2 separate regions of the Canis lupus genome follow, and region 2 is linked to region 1. A link is a contact called in public Hi-C data. All regions are on one chromosome and are shown on one strand. The core of a region is the stretch at or near the end of the contact, and the rest is flanking DNA. Distances in the headings are between cores, read along the strand shown.

Region 1 (6,748 bases), core at 2,557-5,056:
AGCCCATCAAGATCAAAGAAAAAAGAGATGAATACAATGACCAGTGAGCATTATCTGTAAAACGAAACTTTTGGTTAGCCACATAGAATTCCTTTTGTATGACAGAATGGTATAAATAAATTCAGTTAAAACACATACATAACTTTTGGTTAGGTCTATCACTGGTCTTGGCTAAGTGGTCTGAGATCCTAGTATGAGGATGATGTGAGAAGGCAGATGACTGTCTTGAGAAGGCTGTCTTGTCAAAGGGTCAGGACTAGAGCTTTCAGTAAAAATGACAGAGGAGAGGAATTCTGGTTAAGTCTAGGAAGGAAATGTCTTACCAGAGATGCTGTCTGATAGGGCACTGAATTCCCCTCCCTGAAGGTTTGCAGCAGAATCCAGATGGCCCTTATCAGGTCAGATGCTGTAGACACAGCACCACACTGGGCAGGCAATTACAGTGTCTGCTTCTCCACACTTAGGAAAGCCCTTTATGCTCAGGGCTTCTGTAGCTTCCTTCCCCTTAAATATCAAACTGGGGAAATAATCCCTGTTCTCTTCCTTACAACAACATGGTGACAGAAAAGTGACACAACAGCCTGGACGCTTCATGTAACATGAACACCATGTAAATACAGCACAACTCTGTGGTACTTTAAATGCTTCTAAGTGCTCAGAGGCCTTCCAGGTAAGATGAGAGTTGCAGATGCATCCTGGACCAGGTATGCCTTGCAAGGACTGGCACCAGGAATTTGCTGGGCCCAGCTGGGGTAGGTGACATGCTACCCTGACATCCAGACCTTCTAAAGTAGAAGCTTGGCCTGAAAGGTATAGCCCCAAGTAAGCCTCACACCAGAGAAGAAACAGCTCACTACTGGGGGAAGGCAGGCAAGAAAAGAAGGAGGAGGGAAAAAGAAACTAAGTCATAAATACTATCATTTTCAGCTTGCAAAGGACCTTAGTTCTTGCTGCCAGCCCCCAATGAATATGAGATGTTACACATCCAGTGAGAGGCAAAGATATGCTAGAAGCCAGGCTTCCTGCCCCGGCACCAGGTCACCACAGCCCTCTATCAAAATTCTCAACACATCTCCTGTTTGTCGTCACTATGCCTATCTTGAACCGGAGTTCAAGGAAGGAGCAACAAGGAGTGACAAGAAGCAGTTCCCTGCTTAAATGGGAAGAGAACCTGCAAAAAATATAAAGGGCTAAAAAGATGGCAGTCCAAAAAAACTGTCATCTTAAAGAGCAGGAGAAAATACCAGGGTATGCCACCAGAAGAAAAGGCTCAGCAATTACTCCAAGAAATGGGGCTCTGTCTCCTAACCACACACTTGGCCCTTCAGACTTATACTTTCCTCCACCCCTCTTTAATCTGCTACCCCCAAGAAGCACACTTGTCACAAGTGTGGAGAGCCCTAAGGACCAGAATCCCTCAACCTAAGTTCTCCTGGACTTATGCACCTTTTCCACCATCACTTGATGATCTCAAGTACTGTTTAACAGCAACAAAATGAGATAAATTCAGGGTAGGCTTTTAATTGAAGACATCAAAGGTTTTTGCCAGTACACTAATTCAAGAAAAGAACAGAACCCCTAATTCAGTTTTTGTATGTAACAATTATACAAGCATCATCAAGCAATGTCAATGGTACTGTTTTACATGTACATGGCCCTGGATACTTTTCAAAATCTATCCTTTCGTTTGCTTCCAGTAACAACGTGTGAGAGATGTATAAAGTTAGTTATGCCCGTCTTTTGGGTGAACAAAACGTGGCAGAAATAAACTGACATATCTAGGGTGCACACTAACAAAGTCAGAGCTAGAATAAAAATTCAACTGATCTCAAACATGTATTCTGTTCCTCTGCTGTCACCTGAAGTTTCATGGCCTAAACCCCCTTATAGACAGAGGAGAAAGAGAGATAATTTAGGAAGTTATCTAGACCATCTTCAATCCTCCCCGCCAAGGCAGCTCTATTCAGTTAGTTCCCCAAAACACAGCAGCCTGCATCTGCCTGGGTAATCTAGAGTCTTACTTAGCCCTAATGTGTTGAATCAGCGTTAGCCCTTATAATCTAATTCAACCTCTCTTCAGAAGCCTAAATTGTTTTCATGTTCTCCTAGGCCTCATTTCACAACTGCCATTGCACACAACCCCTTAGAAGGTGCTCCTTCTGCCTGGGTAAAGAGAGGCTGGAAACAAGTCTGCATTCTAAGAGAGTGAAACAGATTGAAGCTTCCTTTGTACCCATGTGGTAAGGGTTCTCATCAGGCACTTCCTAAATGGCAGTGTCCCCAGATTTGCCCCACTGAACATTTTCTGCACAAGAGCAGCAAGCAAAAAGGCACCAAGTGGGAAGTGAGACACGAGACTTACCTTTCTTCTCTTCTCTTAGCTGCTACCCTGGAGATCACCAAACCCCCTTCCAGCAGTCCATTTCCAAAACTTAGAATACCAAATCAGATACACCAAAGTGCAGTTTCTCTCCTCTTATCCAGGTCCAAAGTCCATGGCTGAGTGGACTCTGAAGGGGAGGAGTCTGGGGGGGGGGGAAGGGGTATGTCCAGGCCCCTCCCCCCCCACTGCAGGGTTCAGTGTCCCTCTCAGGGGTCTGTTACATTCCTTCATTCAGCTGGTTTATTTAGCCCAGAGTCTGGTGTCTGGCAGATCCCAGGTTCTATCCCATCTCTTGCTCAGGGAAGGGAAGCCATCCACTGTGAGGGCCGGCCCGTCTGTCTTCTGCTGGGGTTCATGAGAAGAAACAAGCCATTGAACCGGCATGGCCAGAGGCTGATTTCAGTGTTAACCTGTGGAATATTTAGACATTATGACATTTTCTAATCTATTATTTGCCCAAATGGATTCCTAAGACCCCTTAACTAAATTGTTTTTTTGTACATTTTTTTATTGGAGTTCGATTTGCCAACATATAGCGTAACACCCAGTGCTCATCCCATCAAGTGCTCCCGTCAGTGCCCGTCACCCAGTCACCCCATCCCCCCGCCCACCTCTCCTTCCCTTACCTAAATTAGATTCCTTCACTCTGCTCTATCATCAATCGACTGTCTTGTAAAAAACAGAGAAAAGAACATCCTTCTCCCCGCTCTCTTGTTCTTGCCACACACTAATCTCCTGCATCTCCCAAGCTTCTTAGAGTGTTCAGTTTTTTAATCAGCTCTCCCTGAATGAACTAAATCCATCCCAGACCTAGATGCTGGCACCTTGCACATACATTCTTCGCTCCTTTCCCTTCACCCTCATCTCCCCCTCTGCCTCCAAGACTGTGCCAGGGATGTGATTCCTCATCTCAAACTCTTCCCGGGGCCACTGGGAGAACCGTCCTGGAATAGAGGCCTGAGTCCTGCCAGCAATAGCTACACAGTTGGGAAGACCCTTGCCAGTCGCCCCCTCCCTTCTAAATTCATTCCTAAAGGCGCGCGCGCGCGCACACACACACACACACACACACACACACCCTTCCTTCCTGTAGGGGCGTGGCGTTCACATGACCCCCGCCCCCCGCCACGAGTTTAACTCCTCCCACCCTTCTCCTCCGAACCCAGTGCTCTGTGTTCGCCGCAGAAAGGAGTGACACTGCGACCCTCCCTGGTCGCCCCCGCCCGCACGCTCTACAGCCCGGACGACCCTCGCCCCATCTGCCTCGTTACCTGGGTCCCGCCGGCCGGGTGTCAGCCGGAAGCCGAGGCCCTCCCAGGTCCGAGTCCAGGCCCCAAGCTGGGTCCGGACAGGCGGCCCAGACCCCACCCCCTGGACCCGCGGCGGCCGGACCCTCCCCTCGCGCTCGGGTCCCCCCTCCCACCCTCCGCCGCATCCGCTTCCGCCCGTGGTCCGGAAGTGAGTCCGCAAGTGCCGCCTCCCCTGCTCTGGCCTCATTCTGCCACCGTACCCTTCTCCATCCCACCCACCACCACCGCCACCACGAGAGCGCGGGACGTGGGTCCGCACTGTTCCCAAGACTGAAGACGAGGCGTGGGCAGGGCCAGGTCTGAAACGGAACGGAGCTCGGGGCTACAGCACGAGAAGGGGCGGGGCACAGAGCACGGCGAAGGGCGGGAGCTCGCGTCGCTTCGCACAGCGCAGTGACAAGTGCGCATGCGTCCTGGCGCCTCGGCGGGTCTGCGGGTGGGACTGGGGCGGGGAGGGGGTGGGCAGCTTGGCCGCTGCTGGCCCGAGGTCGCCTAGCAACCGCCCGCGGACCGGAAGCTGCCGAGGGCTCCGGCTGTGGGTGCTCCCGGCGAGGAACAAGTCCGGAAGCGCCGAGGGCCGTGTTAGCCGTTCCCGTGCTGACAGCTCTGCGGCAGGACCGAAGGAAAGTTTTATTTTCTTCATCGCTCACTTTTTCTCGCTGCCTCTCTCGCTCAGGCAAGACGGTTCCTTGGGTCAGAAAAGAGAAAGAAAAGGGTAAGAAGAGTACTCTAAAATGAATGCCCCCTGCCCCGCGCCCTCAGTAACGTACACGCTGTGCGAAGCAGTTTACAAGCATTAATACTCAAGAGTAAAGTATTAATACTTTATTTATTTGAAGGTTTTATTTACTCATGATAGACAGAGAGAGAGAGAGAGAGGCAGAGACACAGGCAGAGGGAGAAGCAGGCTCCGTGCAAGGAGCCGGACGCGGGACTCGATCCCGGGACTGCAGGATCGTGCCCTGAGCCAAAGGCAGGCGCCGAACCGCTGAGCCACCCAGGGATCCCCAGTATTAATACTTTAAATCATAAGTAGCAGGTGCCCAAGTTACCCACAACTTCTGTCTGACTTGGCTTAAAGTAATAATACTTTAAAGTATTAATGCTTGCGAAGTATTAATAATATTCATACTCCTAGTATTAATACTCGGTTACCATCCCAGAACAGCAGAGAGCCAGCCTGCAATTTCAGGACTAGAAAGCAGTAGAGGTGGCCTCCAGCCTCCCAGTCTGTAACACTACCGGGTGCTGCCACTATCATGTTCCATCTGAGACCTCTCCCGGAAGAAACATTTCCATTCCTGCAGGGGACTTCCAAGACCCAAAATGGCCCTGATTGTTGTTTGTTTTTTCCTAAATATATTGGCCTGACTTACTCTTAAATTCAACTTGAATCCCAGAAGGAGCCACTGCTAATTTTTGGAGTTCATATCTCATTCCTTTAATGACATATCTTAGAACCTTGCCAAGACTAGGAACGGATTGGCAGCCTCTGTTTTTTCCTCCTTTCTGAAAATGCTACCCTGAGCTTCAGACTTCTGGCATATCTTCTTATTATTTACGAGAAGGAATATGTATATTTGGTCTTCATTTCATTCCTGGCTCAAAGTTCCTAAAAAACCTTGGAATTTCTTAAGTGATAAGAGCACTAGGAGCATCATTTGTTCCAATATTTGGTCATTGACTGTGGTTCCTTGGGTACAGAAGCTTCTCTACTTTACACCCTCCCACACCCCACCCTATGTATCTCTTCATCTGGCTGTTCATCTGTATCCTTTAATAAATTGGTGAATGTAAATAAGTGTTTTCCTGAGTTCTGTGAGCTGCTCTAGCAAATAATCAAATCCAAAGGGAGGAGATCCTGGGATCCGCCAATTTGTAGCCAAGTCAGACAGAAACTGTGGGTAACTTGGGCACCTGATCCTTATGATTGGTTATCTGAAGTGGGGTCAGTCTCATGGGACTGTGGGACCTAATGCAATAGCTACCTCCAGGTAGATAGTGTCAGGAGTCAGTTAAATTGTAGGACAACCAGCTGGCATCACAGAAAATTGCTTTGTGGGAGGAAAAAAAACCACACATTTGGTGTTAGAGGGCATCAGAAGTGAAGAGTTGTATAGAGTAGAAAAGACCTATGGAAGGAAAGTCTGGATTTTTCTAGTACATATATTAGTCTGACTTGCTCAACTCCAAGCTGAATCCAAGAGGACCTATAAGTAATTTTTGGAGTTCACATGTTCTGTAGATGGATTTGCAGCCCTTGCAACCCTTGTTTTTTTCCCCATTTTTTGAAAATTGAAGCCTAGGCCCCAGTCTTCTAGCATATATTCTATTCCCATGATTTCTCCAGATCACTAGCACTGACTAAGGTATATTTTTAGTACCAGAAATGTACTGGGAATGTCAAGAGTCTTGAAATGATTTATTTGGGAAGATGTCATCACAGTATTAGAAACATTCTTAAAACAGAATTTATATTGCTATTACAGTCAAACATAACAGATCCACAAATAAGTTCTTTCCCAACTCAGACATATTCGATACAGCTGTCTTTCTCTTCTGACTTAATGGCAACTCCACTTGATTTACTCAGGCCCAAACCTTTAGAGCCATCCTCATACACTTCTCTTACATCCTGTACCCACATGGTGGCAGAAGAGTAGGGTCCCCAAGTCCCCTGTCCCCACCAAATTACCTAGATAACTTTCAAATCATCCTGAAAACCTACGAATTTGGCTTGAGATTTAAAGAGAGAACAGCTAGAATGCCACAGTGAGAAGAGTTCGCGCTTCTATCAAGGTAGGAAGACGGGGGGAAAAAAATAAAGAAATAAAAGGCATCCAAGGGGCAGGGGCCCAGCGAGGAGCCAGGCTAAGGCCGTGTGACCCTACTTTCAAACTATATCTAGTATCTAACACCTCAGCATCCCCACAGCAACCTCCATCCCTCACCCAAACAACCAGGTCTCTGCTGTATTCCCCTACCCCCAAAAGCCTGATCACCATACAACAGCCAAAAGGATCCTGGCATTTCTCCACTCAAAACCACACAGTGG
Region 2 (7,477 bases), core at 3,973-6,472, 280 kb after region 1:
GTATCTTCTAAATGAGTATGCTTGACCCATTTGTGCCTTGTGAAGTTTATTTGTGGATTGTGACTATTTATTTTATTTATTTATTCATGAGAAACACGAGGGAGAGGCAGAAGCACAGGCAGAGGGAGAAGCAGGCTCCTGCAAGGAGCCCGATGTGGGACTCAATCCCAGATCCCAGAATCACGCCATGAGCGAAAGGCAGAAGCTCAACCACTGAGCCACTCAGGCGTCCCTGTGACTATTTTAAAAGGAAATAAAATAGAAAATGTCAAAAAACGCATTACATGTACTAAAGATAAGTATTATTTTCTGAGATTTTTGTCACAAGGTTTATATACTGGAATATGACGTACACCTTGTATACAGCTCTTTGGAACTCCTTTCTGTCTGCTAGATTGTATTCAGCCCAATTCATGAATTGTTGAGTAAAGCCAATAAGATCTTTATTGCGGCTCAAGGTCAAGACAGTTTTACCACATCTTTTTAGACCTTTAAACCCAGGAGAAGAAGGGCACTTTTCTGCAGTCCCCTTCTGCTTGAGTATGTGATTCTACTAAATTCACAGAACCTGACTCTGTTCTCACTTGCCATTTGTGATGCCTGGGGATAAATGATTCATACTTCTTGGCCAATCCAGACTCACCTGGAGAAATTCAAGGTCAGGCTTTTGAGATGTCTCCTGGATTTGGCTGCTGAGCTTGGAGAGCTGGGTGATCTCACCCTCAAGCTGAGCTATGTTCTCATTCCGCTTCTGTGTCACCTCCCGGGACAGCTCCTCCAGGCGGCCCAAGAGCCGGCCTTCCTGCTCCACCAGGAAGGCCCTCAGTGCCTGGAACTCCGCGCCCGCCTTCTCTCGCTCAGCTGCCATCTGCTTCTGTCTCAGGAGGGGAGAATTGGGATAGGCAATGGGATGTCAAGATGTAGCATTTGGACAGTAGCATCTGAGCCATTCCACAGGACAGAATTCCACTCATCTCACTGTTCAGGGGTCAGAGGCTCACCTACACATACCCACCACACACATCCTCTAGTTTAGATATCCTTACACAGCAGTTTCAACACATGCTCTCGAGTTCCCTGTCACAAATGTGCTCTCCCACCTACCTAGGGCAACTTCAGATTTGCCCCAGAACCACCCAGGGATGCAGCTGTCTCACTTGGAAAGTAGGAGAAATATTTAGGACATTACTTAATGTCTCCCAGAGCCACTGTAAAGATTAAACTGAGGTCACTTCCTTTCCACCCCCAAACACATTTATTTTGAGTTAGAAACTACACAAGAGGCTCAAAATGGAGTCACTGATGCTAAGTCCCACATTAGGAAACAGAGACTTAATCACAGTTTCAGTTTTCTCAGAAAGAGAATCTCACATCAGCCAATCAGGAATTACCTGATCAGTATTGGTTAAGTAACTGCCTGATAAACCTCTACCCTCCCCAACAGGGAAAGTAACTGCAATAACCAATCTGCTTTTTGGCCTAGTATAAATTCCTTGTTCCTGCTCATGTCTGCCTATAAATTCTTTTGCTTTGTATAGCTTTTCAGAGTTCTTTTCTATCTGCCAGATGGAATGCTGCTCAATTCATGAATTGCTGAATAAAGCCAATAATACCTGCAAATTTTACTCAGCTAAATGTTGTCCTTTAACATTTGTTACTCCTCCAACTTTCACTCTTCACTTTACTTCTTTTTAAAGAGTGCACACACAGGCCCAGGATGGTGGGTGGTCCTCTGTTGTCACCCAAAGAGGATCCACCTGGAGGATGCCCGCTCACCAGAAGCTCCTTGCTCTCCTTCTCTTCAGTGGAACGAAATGCTTCATAGTCCTCCAGATCCTTCTTCAAGACCTTCAGCCTGGACTCCAGGAGTTCCTGCAAAAGGGTGAGAAAGGAGACATTATGGTAAGAGGCCTCTGGAAACCCCTACATGTGCCTTTCTGGAGCCATCTAGGAGAAAGAGAAGACCCTCTTCATTGAAGAATAGGAGGCAGGGCTGAAGCCATATCTGGACATCCAGATGGCTATAGCCTGCACAGAAGTACATAGGTGTACGGGGCAACTGAAGGGTGACTCCTAAGGCCCCAAGGTCTCACTTCTCCAGACCATCTGTTCACAATCCAAGCCGAAATGCAGGCAGGCCCTGTAGCAGCCCAACCTACCTAGTTTTCCCCTCTGTTTTCCTCCTCACCATCAGAAAGCTGTCTGGGAGGGAGACAAACCACGAGAGACTCTTACTTATTCGAAACAAACAGGGTTGCTAGAAGGGAGGTGGGTGGGAGATGGGGTAATTGGGGGATGGGCATTAAGGAGGGCATGGGATGTGATGAGCACCATGTGTTATAGGCAACTGATAAATTGTTGAATGCCACATCGGAAACTAAGTATGTACTTATATGTTGGCTAATTGAATTTAAATTTTAAAAAACTCTAAACCCCTCCCAGAACCAGAAAGCCATCTGGGTGGGAGGGCTGAAGTGGAATAAAGAGTAAAAGACTGGGGGCTGTGTGCTGAGGCAGTAAGGAGGCAGGAAAGAGAGTGCCCAAGATCCACATGTTTGACACAGCCCACCGACAGCTTTTGCTGCTCCACTCAAACCAGGCAGCAGGCACCCGCTGCCTTACCCCAGTCTCCTGGAAAAGTCGCCCCACTCGGCCCAGGACGCAGCACAGAGCCACCGCAGGGAAAGGGCCGAGAGGGTGGACAGAGGAAGTGTGGGTGTGATGGCAGCGCTGCTAGAAGCCAGGGGCTGACAAGCAGGATGAAAATCGCCAAGTCTGTAGAGGTATCGCGAAGGTGGTCCAGGAAGGAGCCCAGAGGGAAACTCGAGGTGGCGGGTAGGATGGTATTAATGATGTAGCGGTGACACGGAGAGCGCTGCCCTGAGTCCCAGGGCAAGGCTGGCTAGCGTGGCAGAGGAGAGAAGCGGCAGGGTCTCACCCGGGCCTCCCGCAGGCCTGCCTGCTTGCCCTCTGCCCCGCACATGCAGGCAGGCGGAACCCGGGCTGGGGCCCTGGGGACCTGCACGGGGGGCGCGGGCGCTTACCTTAGCCTCCTGCACAGCCTCATCCAGGGGCAGCACCGCGTGCGCGCGGTGTTCGCGGGCGCGGTCGCACACCACGCAAATGGCGCGACCGTCGTCCTGGCAGTAGAGCTTGAGTGGTTCGCCATGCAGGGCGCAACCCGCCCAGGCCGCCTCCGCGAGTGCGCGCTCGCCGGGCGCGGCCCCGGGTAGGCTGAAGCGCCGCAGCAGCGTGGCCACCGAGGCCAGCTGCCGGTTGGGCCGCAGCTGGCTGGGCCGCACTGGCTCCCGGCACTGGGGGCAGGGCAGCGGGCAGGGCAGCGCGCGCGGCGCTGCGGTAGGGCCGGGGCCGGGGCCGGGGCCGGGGCCGGGGCCGGGGCCGGGGCCGGGGCGCTCCCAGCAGCGCGCTATGCAGGAGCGGCAGAAGCTGTGACCGCACTCGACCGACACGGGTTCGCGGAAGAGCTCCAGGCATATAGAGCAGGTGGTCTCGCCCTGCAGTTCTGCCGCCAGGGCCAGCGCCTCGGCCCCGGCCCCGGGGTCCGTCCGCAGCCCCACCGCCGCCATGCGCTCCCCCAGCGCCCCGGGTCGGGCGGTGCCGGGGACGTCGAGGGGCGAGGGGTGCAGAGGCCCGAGGAGGCCTCCGAGCACCCGCTGGGAGAGGAAGGGCGGGGCTGAAGTCGGGCTGGCAGAGACTCGAGCCGCGAGCTTGCCGGGCTGGGACACGAGAGCGCGAGAGCGTGTCTGTAGGCGGGCCGAGTGCAGGCCAGCGCCGCGCGTCCCCGCCCTGGGCCGCCCTGGCCGCGTGAACCCCGGCCGTGGTCTGCGGCTCCGCTGGTCTCCTGGCACCCTCCTCCGGCGCCCCCCTTGCGCAGCCCCTCCGCGACCCCCCTTGTCCACCCCCTGCCTGGATCAGTCAGACGTGGGAAACGGGCCCGGACAGGTGGGCGCACACACCCAGCTGGGCGCCACTCCCGGTTGCCGGGATGTCCAAGGGCCCAGCGCCCTGGCCACAGTGTCAGGTTCCCGCAGTACAGGTTTGTCCTGACCCGGGGCGAGCTAAATTTAGTGTCTGGAAGGTGGCTCTTGCCCCCACCCCCAATCCTGGCTTTGTAACCACGTCTGTGGCTACTTTTCCCACGGTGGTTCTCCCCTCCTTGTTTATTCAATTTTTGGCTTTGAACAAATAAAACATTTACAATACCTTTCCCTACTGTAATCTCCACCAAAATAACCCAGCCCTTTGCGGTCCCTCCAGAACTGCCAGGAATATTGGCTTCCACTTCTTTCCTCACTCCTGAGGTCACCCAGGGCAGGCTTTAGACACCACCCTCCTCAGAAACCAGTCTTGTCAAGGTCACCAGTGACCTCAGAGATCCTAACTCAAAGGCAAAGGCTCTTTCTCAGGCCTCACTTCATTTGCCCTTTCCTCCAATGCTTCCTCCTTGCTGCCACTTCCCTGGCACCTTCCAGGATGCCATAGGCCCTGGCTCTCCAACTGCATCCGTGGCCTCCTACCTTTTTCTTGGCCACTCTTGTGGTTTCTTCCTCCTCTTCCTCCACTTGCTCAGTCCTATACTACTGATCTCTTCCATTTTCTTGGCCTGAAAGACCCTATTCTTGCTGAGGCCACAATACACATCCCCACCCAGTGTCTCCTACTATGTCTGGCTTCCACATCCAAGTCCCAGCAGCATGTTCTGTGGACTATCACACACTCACCATAAACAACACCATACTTCAAATCTGCCCTCCACCTGTTCTTTCCAGAGCCTTCCCCACCCAACCCCAGTTAACAGCAACTCTATCCCTTCAGGTGTTCAGGCCATACCAGGGAGTCCTCTGTGACTCCCAAGAGGAACACATTGCACAGACTCCACCTTCAGTCCCCTCTGTGTCCTCACTCTCTCACACCCTTCCATGATCTGTGTACCACCTTCCATGATCTGATGATCACAACAGTTCTATCCCCTTCTGTCACACACTGCCCTACCCTGTCTTCTCCATCGAGCTGTGAGAACAGTCCTGTTGAAATGTTAAGTCAGAGCAAGGTTAGGTTCCCCTCTGCTCAGACCCTTCATTGGCTCCCACTGCTCAAAGTAAAAGTTGAAGTCTTTGTAATCCTCCTAAAGCCCTACCCATTCTTTGACCCCATCCCCTGCACCCAGACTCTACCTACATTTCCTGTCACTCTTCCTTGTTGATCCACTCCTCTCTTGCCACAGGGACCTCCTTGCTATTCCTGCAACATGCCAACAAGCTCCTACTTCAGGACCTTTGAACTGGCTTTTACTTGTACTTGCACTTCTCTTTTCCCATACTTGCTTGGCTTACTTCCCACCTCCTTCAAGTCCTGTTTCAAATGTCATCCTCTCAGCAGAACCTGCCCTAACCACATTGTTTAAAATTGCATCTTAACACATTGTCCTTCAACCTGGCTGTTTCATAACACTACCTCCTCTGGAATTTGAGATGTTAAGGGGATGACTGAGTTGGTTTTGTTACGGGTTGGACCCCTCAGACTTCTAAAGCGGTTCTTGTTACATAGTAAGAGACTGGTAAACTTTTCTTGGATTGAACTGATTTAAACGTTGTTCAAAATTCAGATATACAAAGAGTTTCACAGCGAAAAGTGTGCCCATCGTCTGCATTCCAGTCTCCTCCCCATCCCAAGAGAACAACTTTGCAATTCTGAATTATTTTATACAGATATTGTATAGTTTGGTGCACTCTCCTTTTTCTTGTTTAACAAACGGTAGCAGCCTGCACAGTCTTCCTTACTTTCCTTCTTCCGCTGAGTTCATTTTGGGCATCGTGCCTGATGATTTCTCCTACACTTTCCACTGCTGCCTTCAGATGTTTATTCCAGCTCGATGTCCCCGCGAGTGTCCCTCAGTGGAAATCCGCTCGCCTGCAGTCAGTAGAGAACCCAAACACGGCTCCTGGCGTTGCGGGACAGGCTTTGCCAGACCGGCTTTGCAGTAGCTGGATTGTCTTGCCAGGATAGCTGCACGCTCTCTATGCTAATAAACAGCCAAGGGAACATACTGGGAAACTTTCTAGTAACGTGGGGATGTAGCTCAGTGGTAGAGCGCATGCTTTGCATGTATGAGGCCCCGGGTTCGATCCCCGGCATCTCCAGCGCCGGTGTGCGTTACTTTTACTTTCCTCTTACTAAGTATTTAAACGCTAAATGTTTGCAGAGCCCGGAAATCCCGTATCTTTGAGTTTTCCCAGATCGGAAGGGGAGGCGGCGGGACCCGCCCACTACAATCCCCAGACCCTACATCTAAACTCCTGATGAAAGTTTCACGAAGTGATCCTGCTAGTGGCGTTAGGTGGCTCTTGTTTTCCTTTCCTCGCGTCCTGCGCTTTCCGGGAATGGAAAAATGTTAGGTCGATGTTTAGAGCAGAGCAAGCACTAAACAGACCTAGGTGGGAGGGGCGGTCAGGTAGGACCTGCGAAGTTTGAATTTCCGGGCTGTTTAGCGGCCGGGTCTACGTTGCAAATGAATCTACCTTTAAATCTGAAGCTACACGTAGCCTGAATCCTACCTTAAAGTATGAATTGTTGAAGGAGGGATTCCAGGTGCCCGGCTAGCTCAGTCGGTAGAGCATGAGACTCTTAATCTCAGGGTCGTGGGTTCGAGCCCCACGTTGGGCGCGAGGCTTGTTTTTCTTCAATAACAACTGGTTCAGTACTTGACTCACTCTGGGATTTACAAATAAAAAGATCCCATTCTGGAGTTTCATTGTGTGTGGTATTCAGTTGGGTATTTTTTTGTGGCTTTACATTTGTTCATCAATTAATTTATGAATTACTGCTAACAAAATGAATTTTATCTAGGTATATGTAAATTTTTAGTTTTAAAAATTGTTAAAATATGTGCAATACAATATACTATTTCAATAATTTTTACATGTACAGTTCTGTAGCTTTTCACACATTCACACAGTTGTGCAACCATCACCACCATCCATCTCAGAACTATTTCATCTTCCCCTACTGCAATTCTACCCAAGAAATTTCTAACTCCCCATTCTGTCCTTCCTCCAGCCCCTGGCAACCACCATTCTACTATCTTTATGACTAGTCTCCATTATATATATATATATAATATATTATATATACATATAAATATTACAATAAATATTATGATATTAATTATAATATATTATTATAATATATAATTAATATATGTTAATTATAATAAATATTACAGTCCTTTTATATATATATACTGTACTTTCTTTTTAATAGTTCATCTGTCTATAACCACTTGGTTGGGTTCCTTCCACCTTTTGGCTATTGTGAATAATGTGACATTAGCATGGATGTGCAAGTATCTGTTCGAGTTCCTGCTTTCAATTCTGTTGAGAATATATACCTAGAAGTGGAATTGCAGAACATAATATTTATTTTTTTCTTATTTTTCTTTCTAATTTTAATTCCAGCG

The links. Hi-C and Micro-C count contacts between places; a contact is called where the count stands out from the background.
Region 2: a contact with region 1 is called in a Hi-C map of blood, with 2.1 times the contacts expected there. The contact joins the promoter of TRIM7 here to the promoter of LOC119876783 in region 1. A contact is called at or near these places in 2 of 9 Hi-C or Micro-C datasets (both in blood).

What each region holds. Positions count from the first base shown.
Region 1 is chr11:306,704-313,451 of UU_Cfam_GSD_1.0, forward strand. It overlaps LOC119876783 (alpha-1,3-mannosyl-glycoprotein 2-beta-N-acetylglucosaminyltransferase), which reads right to left and starts at 3,807. Exons shown (of 4, transcript XM_038551668.1): 1 at 3,655-3,807; 2 at 2,363-2,793.
Region 2 is chr11:581,749-589,225 of UU_Cfam_GSD_1.0, forward strand. It overlaps TRIM7 (E3 ubiquitin-protein ligase TRIM7), which reads right to left and starts at 5,223. Exons shown (of 7, transcript XM_038551688.1): 1 at 5,200-5,223; 2 at 1,777-1,872; 3 at 644-874. The coding sequence starts at 868. It overlaps TRNAA-UGC (a tRNA gene), which reads left to right and starts at 6,090; the gene lies at 6,090-6,161. TRNAK-CUU (a tRNA gene) reads left to right here and starts at 6,612; the gene lies at 6,612-6,684.